Linked DNA regions of Oryctolagus cuniculus: regions 1, 2 and 4 are each linked to region 3. The links are chromatin contacts, called in public Hi-C and Micro-C maps. All regions are on one chromosome and are shown on one strand. Each heading gives the region's core, a stretch centred on a gene start, on an enhancer-like site or on the middle of the called end of the contact. The rest is flanking DNA. Distances are from core to core; before and after follow the strand shown.

Evidence for each region. Hi-C and Micro-C count contacts between places; a contact is called where the count stands out from the background.
Region 1: a Micro-C map of ear pinna shows a contact between it and region 3, with 8 times the contacts expected there. The contact joins the enhancer-like site here to the promoter of SNAI2 in region 3. A contact is called at or near these places in 2 of 6 Hi-C or Micro-C datasets (ear pinna and psoas muscle).
Region 2: a contact with region 3 is called in a Micro-C map of ear pinna, with 6 times the contacts expected there. The contact joins the enhancer-like site here to the promoter of SNAI2 in region 3. A contact is called at or near these places in 2 of 6 Hi-C or Micro-C datasets (ear pinna and an unstated tissue).
Region 4: a contact with region 3 is called in a Hi-C map of an unstated tissue, with 5 times the contacts expected there. The contact joins the enhancer-like site here to the promoter of SNAI2 in region 3. A contact is called at or near these places in 2 of 6 Hi-C or Micro-C datasets (ear pinna and an unstated tissue).

The regions. Positions count from the first base shown.
Region 1 is chr6:72,695,384-72,698,088 of mOryCun1.1, forward strand. No RefSeq gene overlaps it. Among named protein-coding and RNA genes, the nearest start is that of CLXN, 230 kb to the right of the region's middle. Within about 2 kb of position 1,363, at least 1 of the 8 cell types and tissues checked has an H3K27ac peak or open chromatin away from gene starts, as enhancers often do. A contact at or near this core is called in ear pinna, where this site is marked.
Region 2 is chr6:72,614,770-72,617,469 of mOryCun1.1, forward strand. No RefSeq gene overlaps it. Among named protein-coding and RNA genes, the nearest start is that of CLXN, 310 kb to the right of the region's middle. Within about 2 kb of position 1,427, at least 3 of the 8 cell types and tissues checked have an H3K27ac peak or open chromatin away from gene starts, as enhancers often do. A contact at or near this core is called in ear pinna, where this site is marked.
Region 3 is chr6:73,115,637-73,118,549 of mOryCun1.1, forward strand. SNAI2 (snail family transcriptional repressor 2) reads right to left here and starts at 1,480. Exons shown (of 3, transcript XM_002710513.5): 1 at 1,095-1,480; 2 at 1-334. The coding sequence starts at 1,173. LOC103348011 (a long non-coding RNA gene) reads left to right here and starts at 1,387. Exons shown (of 3, transcript XR_007918597.2): 1 at 1,387-1,503; 2 at 2,596-2,695.
Region 4 is chr6:72,756,207-72,759,170 of mOryCun1.1, forward strand. No RefSeq gene overlaps it. Among named protein-coding and RNA genes, the nearest start is that of CLXN, 170 kb to the right of the region's middle. Within about 2 kb of position 1,440, at least 1 of the 8 cell types and tissues checked has an H3K27ac peak or open chromatin away from gene starts, as enhancers often do. A contact at or near this core is called in ear pinna, where this site is marked.

The DNA of each region.
Region 1 (2,705 bases), core at 113-2,612, 420 kb before region 3:
CCCCTTCAAGACCCTGATTAAGCTTTTACAAGTAGATGTATTTGCATCTGCAGCTACAGGAAAGAAGGTGACTCTGTGCAGGTAAGCCTGGGTGTCTCCATCCAGGCTCCGATTTCTCAGCCCAAGAGCCTTTCCTGGGACTCCTTCAAATACAAATGCCATTTTCCATTAAAATCACACTGATTAAAAAGGGTCATACAGGTGGAGAAGAGCCTCAGCTTCACGGCTTGACCAGTGTCCGAAAATGAAGTTGGTCGAAGTCCCCAGGAAATTTGGCTATTGCCAATTCCTGGCAATCCACTGGGCCCCTCACCTGTGCCGGGCACCATACACTTGGCACGAAGCCATCCATGCACGGGGCCCCTGTGGGCTCGGTCTCCCATCTTGCCACTTGCTCCTGTAACTCTGGGCACCCCTGATCAGGTTAAAAGTGATACTTGTGCAGCTGGTTCAGTTCCAGTATCTTTCACTATTTCCTTTGTTTTATGAGTACAAACAGAAGGAGACCTTGGGCTGCTGACAGCCTGTGCTAGCCAGACGTGAATTTCCCTGATGTAGGTGTGGGAGTGGTCTAAGAGTTAGGCAGGTGCAATACAAAACTCTGTCAGGGGAGGGAGTGGGGCTGGTAACAAGTTGGCACCGCTCAAGATGGTACCTTCACAGGAATAAACAGCAGGAGGAAACCACGACCCTGACCACAATGGGCTGGACCGCAGACCACAGACCAAGAATAGACGGGCGGCCACTTCCTGAAGGCAGTGGCTTTGTTCGCCAAAGAACTGGGACAGCAGAAGTGCAGGATTCACCTGGGCTTTTGCTTGTGCCGGATGCTGAGGATCTGGCGGCTCAGATTTCTCCGAGGGAGCAGCGATTCAGACTCAGCAGAGAAGACGGGCAGCCCTGTATCCTGACCACACTGCACAGAAGGGAACAGCCAGAAGAATTCTACAGAAACCTCAATTTATTTTCTCTTTGTCATGAAAACATGTCTTCTGTGTATGGCCTTCTAATGGTAAATTAGTCTGTAGAATACACTGATGCAATCCCCATTAGCATGTGCATTAGCAGGGTGCTCTGCCCGCTCTTGACAAGAGCCTCGCTAGGCAGGCGTTGAGGCAGCATGAAAGCATTCCTTATCTATTATCACCTAGGCACTAATTTAAGTGTCTCTGTGCAATTAGATTTGGCTTGAAACAGGATTCATTTCTCAGCAGGGTTACTCAATGAATTACTTTATTGTCTCTTTGTTCCCTCAGTGGGGTCCCGTCACATAAGCACAGAGGGGACACTGGTGCTTCTGGGCAAACCCCAGAACTGAAGGTGAACAAATGACTGATGGTCACCTCTGGGCCTTGGTTACCAGGGCTGGCTTCCTTCCCACTGTTTGGCAGAGGAGTCAGGAAGAAGAATCTGAAGTTAGTTGGTTTAAAAAAAAAAAAGACAACCCCAAACCTCTGGGCTATGGAAATTCATGCTCACTGGAGAACACTTTCTTCCACTCTGAAATGCTCATCACTCCGTTAGGCTCCTGGGCTTCATCCGACATTTCCCGCTCTGGTAAGAGAGCTTGAGCACCACGCATTCTTTGTAAATTGGAGAAGGCATTGTTAAGAATATAACTGTGGCTCTGTGGCTTGCAAACACCTGCTCACCCTCCCACATGATGCATGCATGTACAAGTACATTTTTTCAACAAGTACAGGTCTCTTTCCCAGTTGCTTTAACAGGTAAAAACTGGCAGAGTTTCCTGGCAGAACGTGCACTCTAATTGTCCTTCTAGCTGATACCTGTTCGGAGTTGCTTCCAGTGGATTTATTATAAAGCCCTGCTATGATCATCCAACTGTGAAGCACTCCAGTGGGCTTGCTTTGAAAGCCTGGTGGTTGCACAGACCATCTAGAATGAATCAGAGAATTCCAGACAAAGCCTGAGGAAGCCCCGCGTGGCTGCCATGGGCTGTGCAACCACCCTGGGCGGAACAGGTGGATATAAAGGTGACGCTTAGTCCCAGGAGACAGTGCCTCGGGAGCTGCAAGTCAGAGCATGCTGTGAGGTTTTCAGGAGTGAGGTGTAAAATTCCTAAGATTTGGGTTCAGTTCAGATAAGCACCCACATGTTTGGGTCTTCAGCAGAAACCTGTCGGAAATGTCTCAAACAGCCAGCTAAAATGCACTGGAAACCTCTCCTGAGGTTTTTGGTACTTCCTGTAAGAGTCGGCTCAAAATAGCCTTTTCATGCCTGAGCCAGAGATGGAAAAGTAATGAAACAGCCTTCTCACTTTCCATTGTTTCGTGTTAAAAGAGTGTGCTTATTGGATGGTTGCAAGGGCTTCACACACAGGTGGGATAAGAGAGAGGTCGGCTTTGGAAGTGTGCAGAGGGAAGCTGAGTTGGCAGTGAGTGGACCCTTATTTCATTTGAACGGTTCACCCGTGTACAGTCCTCACCCCTACTGAGTGGTTATTTTAATTTTGAGTGAGGGAGAAAGAGCATGTAGGGGTTCCAGTTTTTGTGTTGGAGGTCCCAGTCTCCAGGAGTTGATGGGAGGTTATGCAGATCAGCTCATCTGAGCTGTTTCCTGGAGATGGTACCTTGGTGGGGTGGGGTGTGGGTGTTAATTCTGATGCTGGTGACACAGCAAAACTGAGGGACCCAGCTCTTTCCAAACTCATTGCTGTTCTGGGGGTATTGTATAAAACACTGTAC
Region 2 (2,700 bases), core at 177-2,676, 500 kb before region 3:
AAGGCCCTTCCTGCAGATTGGCACTGGGCTCAGAGAGAAAGGGAGCTAAACTGGGTTGAAAGAAATGCATGAAGTGAAGTGCGCTCCGGCTGTATCTGGGAGCCGGTGCCTCTGGTGCTCCTCCCCAGCCCGTGTGCTTTGCAGGTGCCTGGTCTGTGTGTGGATGTTTGCTCCTGCATGTCTGGTGGCCATCCCAGAGCTGGGGGGCCAGGCAGGCCTTGAGTGTCACCGTGGCCGGCAGCTCCCAGAGGCTGCCTGCATGCTGTGGCCTTCACCACCCCATGCCATGAGTGTGAGCCATGAGGCCAGATGCCCCTCCCGCCCTGCCCGGTGTCCTCTCATCAACCATGCAGCGCTGGTGGCCGGAGGGACCCAGCCCACAGCTTCTGATCCAGGACACCGAGTCTGACCCAGTTAGGAATGGCCCCGGCCAAGGCTCCTGCGGAAGGTGCTCGGCCCCAGCCCCTGGCTAATCTGTGTCCTTCCCCGAACACACAGCTCAACCACCGGGAATGGCCAGGGCTGGCAGTCTTTGAAAGAGACTTTCTTTCCATTCTGGCAACTTGTCTCCCGAAAGACACTGCGTCCTTTTTTATGGGCTGCGAATCGTTTCACAAGCCGCACACCGACTCGGGTGAGGAGCCCCCCAGTCCGTCCCGCAGTCCACCTCCCAGGCACGGAGCTGCTGCTTCATCTCCTTTCCTTTTCTTGGCCTCTAGTGTTAATTGTCATAAGGTCAGAGCCTAAACTCTCTAGGGGATCCCAGCGTTGTACGGACTTGACTGAAGAGCAGAAACAAATTGCAGCCGAGCAAAAACATCAAGACCACAGCGCCGAAAGCCGTGAGCGTCCCAAACGGCCGCCATGTGTGCCGCGCTCGGCTGGCTGGCGCCTGGGAGCGCTTGGCTTGGCAATCTCCCGCTCCCACTCTGTTTTCCTTGGGGGGTGGGCGGGGGTGGAGGGTGAACAGGGAAGGAGGGGGCGCAGAGCGGAGGGAGTGCAGTTGCCCTTTTGCCTGATGATTTATGTTTGGTCGGAGTTAGCCCTGTTCCTCTCTCTTCTGGCTGGAATGTGTCTTGGACATGTTGTTTCAATATGAGACGATCAGCTGGGCCCTCTGCAGAATGTCCCTCAAGAGTGGAGGCGACCTCCCAACAGGGTCATTTGTTCAGCAGAATTCCGAGTCGCCTTCTCCAACATCTGCATTCTATTAATACCTCCAAAATCTTTCCATCGGCTCTGGGGAGGCAGAAGATGCCCTGTGTCCCAGGGAAGGGCTAACCCTGGGCTTGTTTGTGTTCCGTGTGGAGATGCCCTTGTCCCCTCCACCTCCGTCCTTTGTCCTCCGCTACTGTGCAGGTGGATGTTCGCATCTGCCCCGGAAGTTCCGGGGGCCAGGGCAAGTTTGGGGTGTGGACTGCTTTGCTTTAGTGGAGGATGACCCACAGCTGAAGGGGAATTTGTGAGTACACAGGAGAGCGGTGGACACGGGCAGGGCTGTGACAGGCATTCTGGGAGCATCTGCTCAAGTGAGTTGGGAGAAAGGGACCCTGCGAGGTCCCAGGCCACGTGGGGCCCTTGCCCGAGACAGGTCCTGCTGTGCCGTCTGGGGCTACGAGGATCCTAAAGGAAAGGAAGGGAGGGAGCAACGAAGAGAAGGGATGACGTGGAGAGAAGGCAATAAAGTAGGGGAGATTTTCTGTAAGGAAAAAGAAAAGTACCTGTGGCATTGAGACCCAGTGTGCCTACAGCTCGCCTGAGTGACACTCACGGACACCCTGACCCTTGGCTGCAGCTGAGGCCTCGCAGGAGGGCTGCTCACACCCTGGGCCTTGCAGGAGACTCTGTGACGAGTGTCGGGGTTTTGATTGAGAGAGCGAGCCCATGGTCCAGAGAAGTGGCTCCCTGCAGGAGGCACTGTGCAAACGTGGAACCTGACCGAGGGCAGAGGAAACCTGACCAGAGTTGGGGATCCACTACCAGGGCCCTGCTCCCTTAGCCAGGAGAGGATGCTTTGGGAGAAGCAGCGATGCACCAGCACCAGGACGCCTCTGCCTGCTCACTGTGGCCCTGTGATTTGAACCTGTGTCCTGCCTGCTGAGACAGTCAGTCCCCCCCCCCCCCCCGGCCTATCTCCAGTCCGTTCAGTAATTACCATAGGAGACTCAAGAATATATGTTTCTGCTACTGAAAAGCCCTGGAAACTGACTGCTACCCCCACTTAATTTTTGCTCTCGAACTTCATGGCTTACAGTGCTCCTGTGCAGCATCAGCTGGGTGAAGGCTAAGTCTTGGTAAAAATGATGGAGAGCCTTTCTTGGGAATGCAGAGGAATGCCAGGCTCTGATAAGGCCTCTGATAATGACAAATGGCTTCCTGGTTGAGGGACTGTGGAGGGAATGCCTCCTAGCTGGCCCACGGCTGGCTGAGGCATGAAGGACTCACTCATTGGATAGGAGGGAGGCAGCCGGCTGGCGGCCCCCTACTGCATCATGTTTGACGGCCAGTGTCCACTGCCGGCTGACTGGCTGGCTGTCCACCCGTGGGGACAGGTCTGTCGGACTTGCTGGGCATGTCCCCTGCTGGTCTGGATGCCAGCGCTCCTGTCACCCAGCTTCCCGAGCGAGCTCTGTGAACCCTGGTTTCCAAAGGGGAACCAAACACAGTTAGCTTTCTATCTTCTCTCCTTTTGTCCAAATT
Region 3 (2,913 bases), core at 230-2,729:
GAATAAGTCTTATTGCATAAATTGCACTGAAACTTCTCAGCTTCAATGGCATGGGGGTCTGAGAGTTTGGATTGCAGTCTTTCCTCTTCATCGCTAATGGGGCTTTCGGAGCCGCTGTGGTCCTTGGATGAGGTGTCGGATGGAGGAGGGGGACTCACGCGCCCCAAGGAGGAGGGGTATCCGGAGAGAGGAGAGAGGCCGCTGGACAGAGGGGAGTGGAATGGTGCCGTCGTAGTCCACACGGTTATGGGGCTGTACGCTCCGGAGCTGAGGATTTCTGGTTGTGGAATGACAGGCATGGGGTAACTCTCATAGAGATATGGGGCAATGATCACTGGGGGAAAGAAAAGGAGAGAGAAGGAGATTTAGGTAAAAAAAAAATAACTGAGATAAAACATGCACACACCCACAGGCAGGAAAGATCTGACAACACAGAGAGCACTTGGTAATGAAGAAGAGAGCCTCGTTTAAGAGGACACACGCACTGGGAAAACACTGCCCTTCCACCCTGGCCACTACATGGTTACTGTGCTGGAGGCACACACAGCCTGACAGCTGCCCCCGCCAGCCCCGCACTGGGCACCCCGGGAGCGCAGCCCAGGCAGTGCCTTCCCGCCCCATCCAGGAGGAAGAACCCAGACCTTATTTCTAAAGAGCAGACACAACAGCTGTTTTCCACGGAAGGCACGAGCTATTTACATGTGTTATAACCGCCGAGAGCCAACACAGGGGGGAGGTCAGGCTGCCTTCTGAAGGAAAGAAGCTCCAAGAAGGGAAAAAAGCAACAATTGCACACTGACGTAGCTGAGTGGCTCATCTGCCACAGATCACTGTGCAAGTACCTACAAGCTCCAGAGACGGAAGCTGCCAGCGCTGAATAAAGTCTTCCCTGTCAGTTAGGAGTTTTCAAAGTTTTGAATTAAAACGAGTTCTAGGTGATCAAAAGACGCCCAGCTCTCCTTTAGAACAGTTTCCAAAGGAAACAGCTGAGACGTTAGCTCTTTTGTAATCCAGTGTTTCAGCAGGCACACCTATTTATATTTGCATATCGTTACAGTTCTAGGCAAACTTTTCATCATTATTTTTTTGTTTACCTGTGTGTGTGTCCAGTTCGCTGTAGTTCGGCTTTTTGGAGGCGTTGAAATGCTTCTTGACCAGGAAGGAGCGCGGCATCTTGCAGGCAGGTCTGGCGGGCGCCCGGCGCGGATAACGGTCCGGCGGGAGGACGCGGCCGGTCCCTACAGCATCGCGGCCGGCCGGGCTTGGGCTCGGGCCGCGCTCAGGTGCCGCGGGCGGACGGGCCGGCGCCTCTGAGGTCTCCCGGCTCCTTTACGAACTGAGCCCGTTCGGGCTGCGAGGGTTTTTTTTTCCTCTCTTTTGCAAGAAGGATCCAATCACAGCCGAGAGGCTCAGGTTTCAGCCCCGCCCCCTGGGACAGCTGTGAACAGAGGAAGAATCTGTTGTCAGACTAAATTATTCTGCTTCAAAATGGACTGTTTTTCGGTATTTCAGGGGAGAGGCGGGGAGAGGTGCTTAAATATTTCTAAGAGAGTCGATGTCCCTGCGTTAGCTCTGCCCACCGATTTCGTACTCTCCCGGAGCTCCGGGGCTCGGTCGGAGGGGCTGCGATGGCTGCCCCGAGCCGGCCTGGCGTCCAGATGTGGGCAGCGCGCAGGCGAAGGCACGCAATGTCCGCCCGAGGAAGGAAAAAGCTGGCCTGCAAGCTAGCGGGGAGCCTGGGCTTCAGGAGCGCCTGTATTTGGAAGTGGCATTTGGAGAGGGTTGCCTTGCTCAGGGAGCAAACAAAGAGCTGTTCTTGGCGTTTGCGAAAGGAAGGTGGAAGTGTGAAGACAAAAGCGCCGCGGTGTGGGGGCTCCCGGGGCTAGTCCCGGTCCGCAGCCCCGGCCGCTGCCCCAGCGCTCGGCGGCCGCTGTGCGCGGCCAGCCCTAGGCTGAGCCAGAGGCGGCGCTTTTTCTCCTGGACGTTAGGTAGTCCTGTCACCGTGTTAGCCATGGGGGCTGAGAATTGCTTTGTAGCCCCGTCGCAGGGCTGCTTCTCCGGGGAGGAGAGAATCCGCAAAGATAGAAAGGCTGGCAGAGAGGGAGGGACAATAGTTAAACTGTCATTATGGGCCGTGGAAAATTCTCGCACAAGCGCCTTTGAGAAGAGTTCGAGTACCACAAGGCTTTTTTTTTTTTTTTTTTCATGAGCGAGAAAGGCTAGCATGGATCTTTGAAGACAAATGTTTCAAGTATTTATGTACTTTCATTTGGGGCTACTTCCCTCAGAATACATTCATCATAACCCATGCCAGTATGAACCCATTTCCTGTAGTGCACCGAAAAATATACAAGGATGCCCTTAGGAGCACTACATCTATGAAGTTTTAAGGAGGTATTGGGTCACCAGCAAAAACACCTTGCTTATGAGTATGGTATTAAATCTAAAATTCCTCTAACCTGGCTCTGTTTGAAAGTAAAATATCAACCATCTTTTCAAACATTCCAGTCCATTTCACATTTTCCTTCCTACTTGTTCAAAGAATGAAGACAGAAGAAATCTGCAAGAAGACCACCCTATTCTTGTTTCTAACAGGTGCTAGAAGGGGAAAAATGTGGAAAAGAAAACAACAGTGGTGATGTCAGGACTTGGGTGAGAAGTGCATTGTCAGACGGCCTAACTGCTTAATCTTGGGGTGAGAAAACCAGACTGCTGTGTTTGTGTGTGTGTGTGTGTTGTGTACCAGGGCCATGCTCATAGGTTTCCTGAGCTGATTTCAATGAGTCCCTTTTGTGAGTCCAGCAGTCACTGTTCTAAATGTCAAGCAGAGAAAGGAATTCAGATGATTCCTTATGCTATGGGAACCTGATGGGCAGGAAATGCAAAATATGAATTCACATTAGGTGCTACCAC
Region 4 (2,964 bases), core at 190-2,689, 360 kb before region 3:
TAAAACAATTTTTTTTTTTTTTTTTTTTTTGCTTTGGATAGTCAGACAGACAGAGTTCCCATCTGTTGGTTCACTCCACAAATGTTCACAAGGGCCGAGGCTGGGGTGGTTGAATCCAGGAGCCTGGAACTCAATCTAGGTCTCCCACATGGGTGACAGGGACCCAACTATGTGATCCATCACTGCTGCCTCCCAGGGTCTGCATTAGCAGGAAACTGGAGTCAGGAGCACAGCTGGGACTTGAACTCAAGCCCTCCAATGTGAGACGCAGGCATCCCAACTGGCCTCTTAGCCATTAGGCCAAATACCTGCTCCTAGGTTTATTTTCAAATGTTTTGTTTGTTTTCTCCTGAGAAGCCACATACTATTTCTCAAGGCTCCTATGAGCCTAGCTTAAGTGTTCAAGCCTTGTGCAATTTTTATCCTTCCTACTATTGATTTCTAAATGTAAAAAGAAGTAAAATAACACAATGGGCATCTTTTGTACCTAAATCTAGCTTTGGGATTTTGCAACCCCCTTAAAATCACAAAGACTTGTTCTTTTACCTTCAAAAGACAGGTGCTGTCTTGAGCAGAACTCTAGGAGGCGCTGTTATTGACTGGCTCAGCAGTGCTATGGGGTTCACTATTGGATTCATGTCAAGGAGACATCCACACCTTCAGCTCACAGGAAGACCACCCATCACAGACCTCAGATTTCCACGCCCAGCTACACTTCTCTCCTTCTCTCCCCATGGTCTGACTGCTGGCCATGGGCTGCACATGGCTGCAGGTGCAGGGCACTCATTCTTGAGACACAGTCTTGGCCTTGAGGGGCAGACAGACTTTCATTAAGAACTGTGAGGTGCACTGGGAAAAGCAATGAGATCCTCACAGGGCATTTAGGGAGCAGCATTTCATTCCTGAGGAAGGAAATGAACCCCCCCCCCCAAAAAAAATATATGTGGTTTCCAATCTGAATCTTTGTTTCTAGGTCTGAGCTGAAGCAGAACCCTGGGTCCTCAGTTCTCCTTTCCCGGAGACTCTCCAGGGCTCCCCTGTCTGGGATCTCCCTGTCCTCTGGCTTCCCGGCAATGCCAGTGTGTGCTCCCGTGGCTTCCATCCTCCATGGTGACTGCCCTAAGGCCATGTACAAGCCTGGGGTGGATGTCCTCCTCCAGTCCACAGGCAACATGGAAGCTGTCCTGTCTGCACCTCACCTTCCTAACTGGCTCAGCCATGTGCCCAGCACTGAGTTGTAACTCCCTTGTTCAGTTCAAGGGCTGGTGCCTCAGGGAGGTGGAGGGCATGCACTTGTGCCACATGGAGGCACAGCCGTCGTTCCTTTTCTGCACCAGCCTGGTTGTCAAGAAGTCACTTGGCATCTTCAACCCTGTCTTGTCGGGTGGAACTTGCCATCCCCTAAGAGGGTGCCTGCTGGGTCTGCTAATCTTTCTCTTAGTTCACTCAGGCAAATGTGGAATCTTCACGCAGGAAGCTTCTGCTGGCCATCACGTGTGTCTGGATTCCCAGAGGGAAAATCAGGCTTAGGCAGACATGGAATACTTCACAGCACACACACTTTCAATGACTTGTTTCCTATTCTTTGAAACGCATTCAAGTCTTATTCCGGGTCATCTTTCTGAAAACCGAGCGTTCACACGGCTCTCCCTCTGTCTCCCCTGTGCTTTCTCCCTGGGTTTCTTTCTCTGTACTTTCCTGAATAATGCGCCATCAGGTAGCGATTAGGGAATCTGCTGGAGGACATCGGAGTTTTGCGAAAGCAAACCCTTTTCAACTGTCATGAATGTAATTTGGGTTACATAACTTTTAGCTGGTCCTTGGCCAAGGATCATTTTTATGGGGAATAAGTTATTACTACTAAGTACTACATTCCTAATCCTCTTGGCTATTTAAGAACCTTTATCAGAAGCAAGTGAGACACAAGTAACTTTTGATTCTTTCCAAATAAAATAACTTTGTTCAGCTGCAGCATGAATTTGTTTCAGTGTTATGACAGATTTTAATTGTCTTATTTACAATTCACTTATTCGTCTCTTCCAGGGGGTGATGCCATGGGAGGAAGTTTAACTGACTCAGAGGTGGAAGAGTTCTCAGCATTCCGGGACAAAGGGTTTTCCACCCTGTGCAGGCTGTGATGACACTGTGCCTGTTGTCAGTGCTGGGCTGCTGGGAGCTGCACAGTGGTAAGGATTTGGAGCAGGGGGACACCGATGAGTCCTTCCTGGGCTCCATGCTATGGTGAGGCCGAGGGCGTGTGAGTCAATCACCTGTGAGGTTAAGAACAACAGTGCTGGAGCTGATGCTGTGGTGCAGTGGGGTAAGCTGCTGCCTGTGAGAGCGGCATCTTACATGAGCAAGGGTTCCGGTCTTGGCTCTCCATTTCCAATCTAGCTCTCTGCTAATGTGCCTGGGAAGGCAGCAGAAGATGGTGCTTGTGCCCCTTTAGCCCCATGGTGGGAGACCTGGAGGGAGTTTTAGGCTCCTGGCTTTGAAATGGCCCCGCCCAGGCTGTTGTGGCCATTTGGGGAGTAAATCAGTGGATGGAACTCTCTTTCTCTCCCCCACACCATAACTCTGCTTTCCAAATAAATAAATAAATATATCCTTTTTTAAAAGATGTATTTATTTGAAAGTCAGAGTTACATAGAGAGAGAAAGAGAGGCAGAGAATGGCAGAGAGAGAGAGAGAGATCTTCTATCTGCTGGTTCACTCCCCATTTGGCCACAACGGCTGGAGCTGTGCTGATCCAAAGCCAGGAGCCAGTAGCTTCCTCCGGGTCTCCCATGTATATGCAAGGGCCCAAAGACTTGGGCCATCTTCCACTGCTTTCCTAGGCCATAGCAGAGAGCTAGATCAGAAGTGGAGCAGTCAGGACCTGAACCAGTGCCCATGTGGGATGCCGTCACTACAGGCGGCAACTTTACCCGCTACACCACAGCGCCAGCCCCTAAAAACATCTTT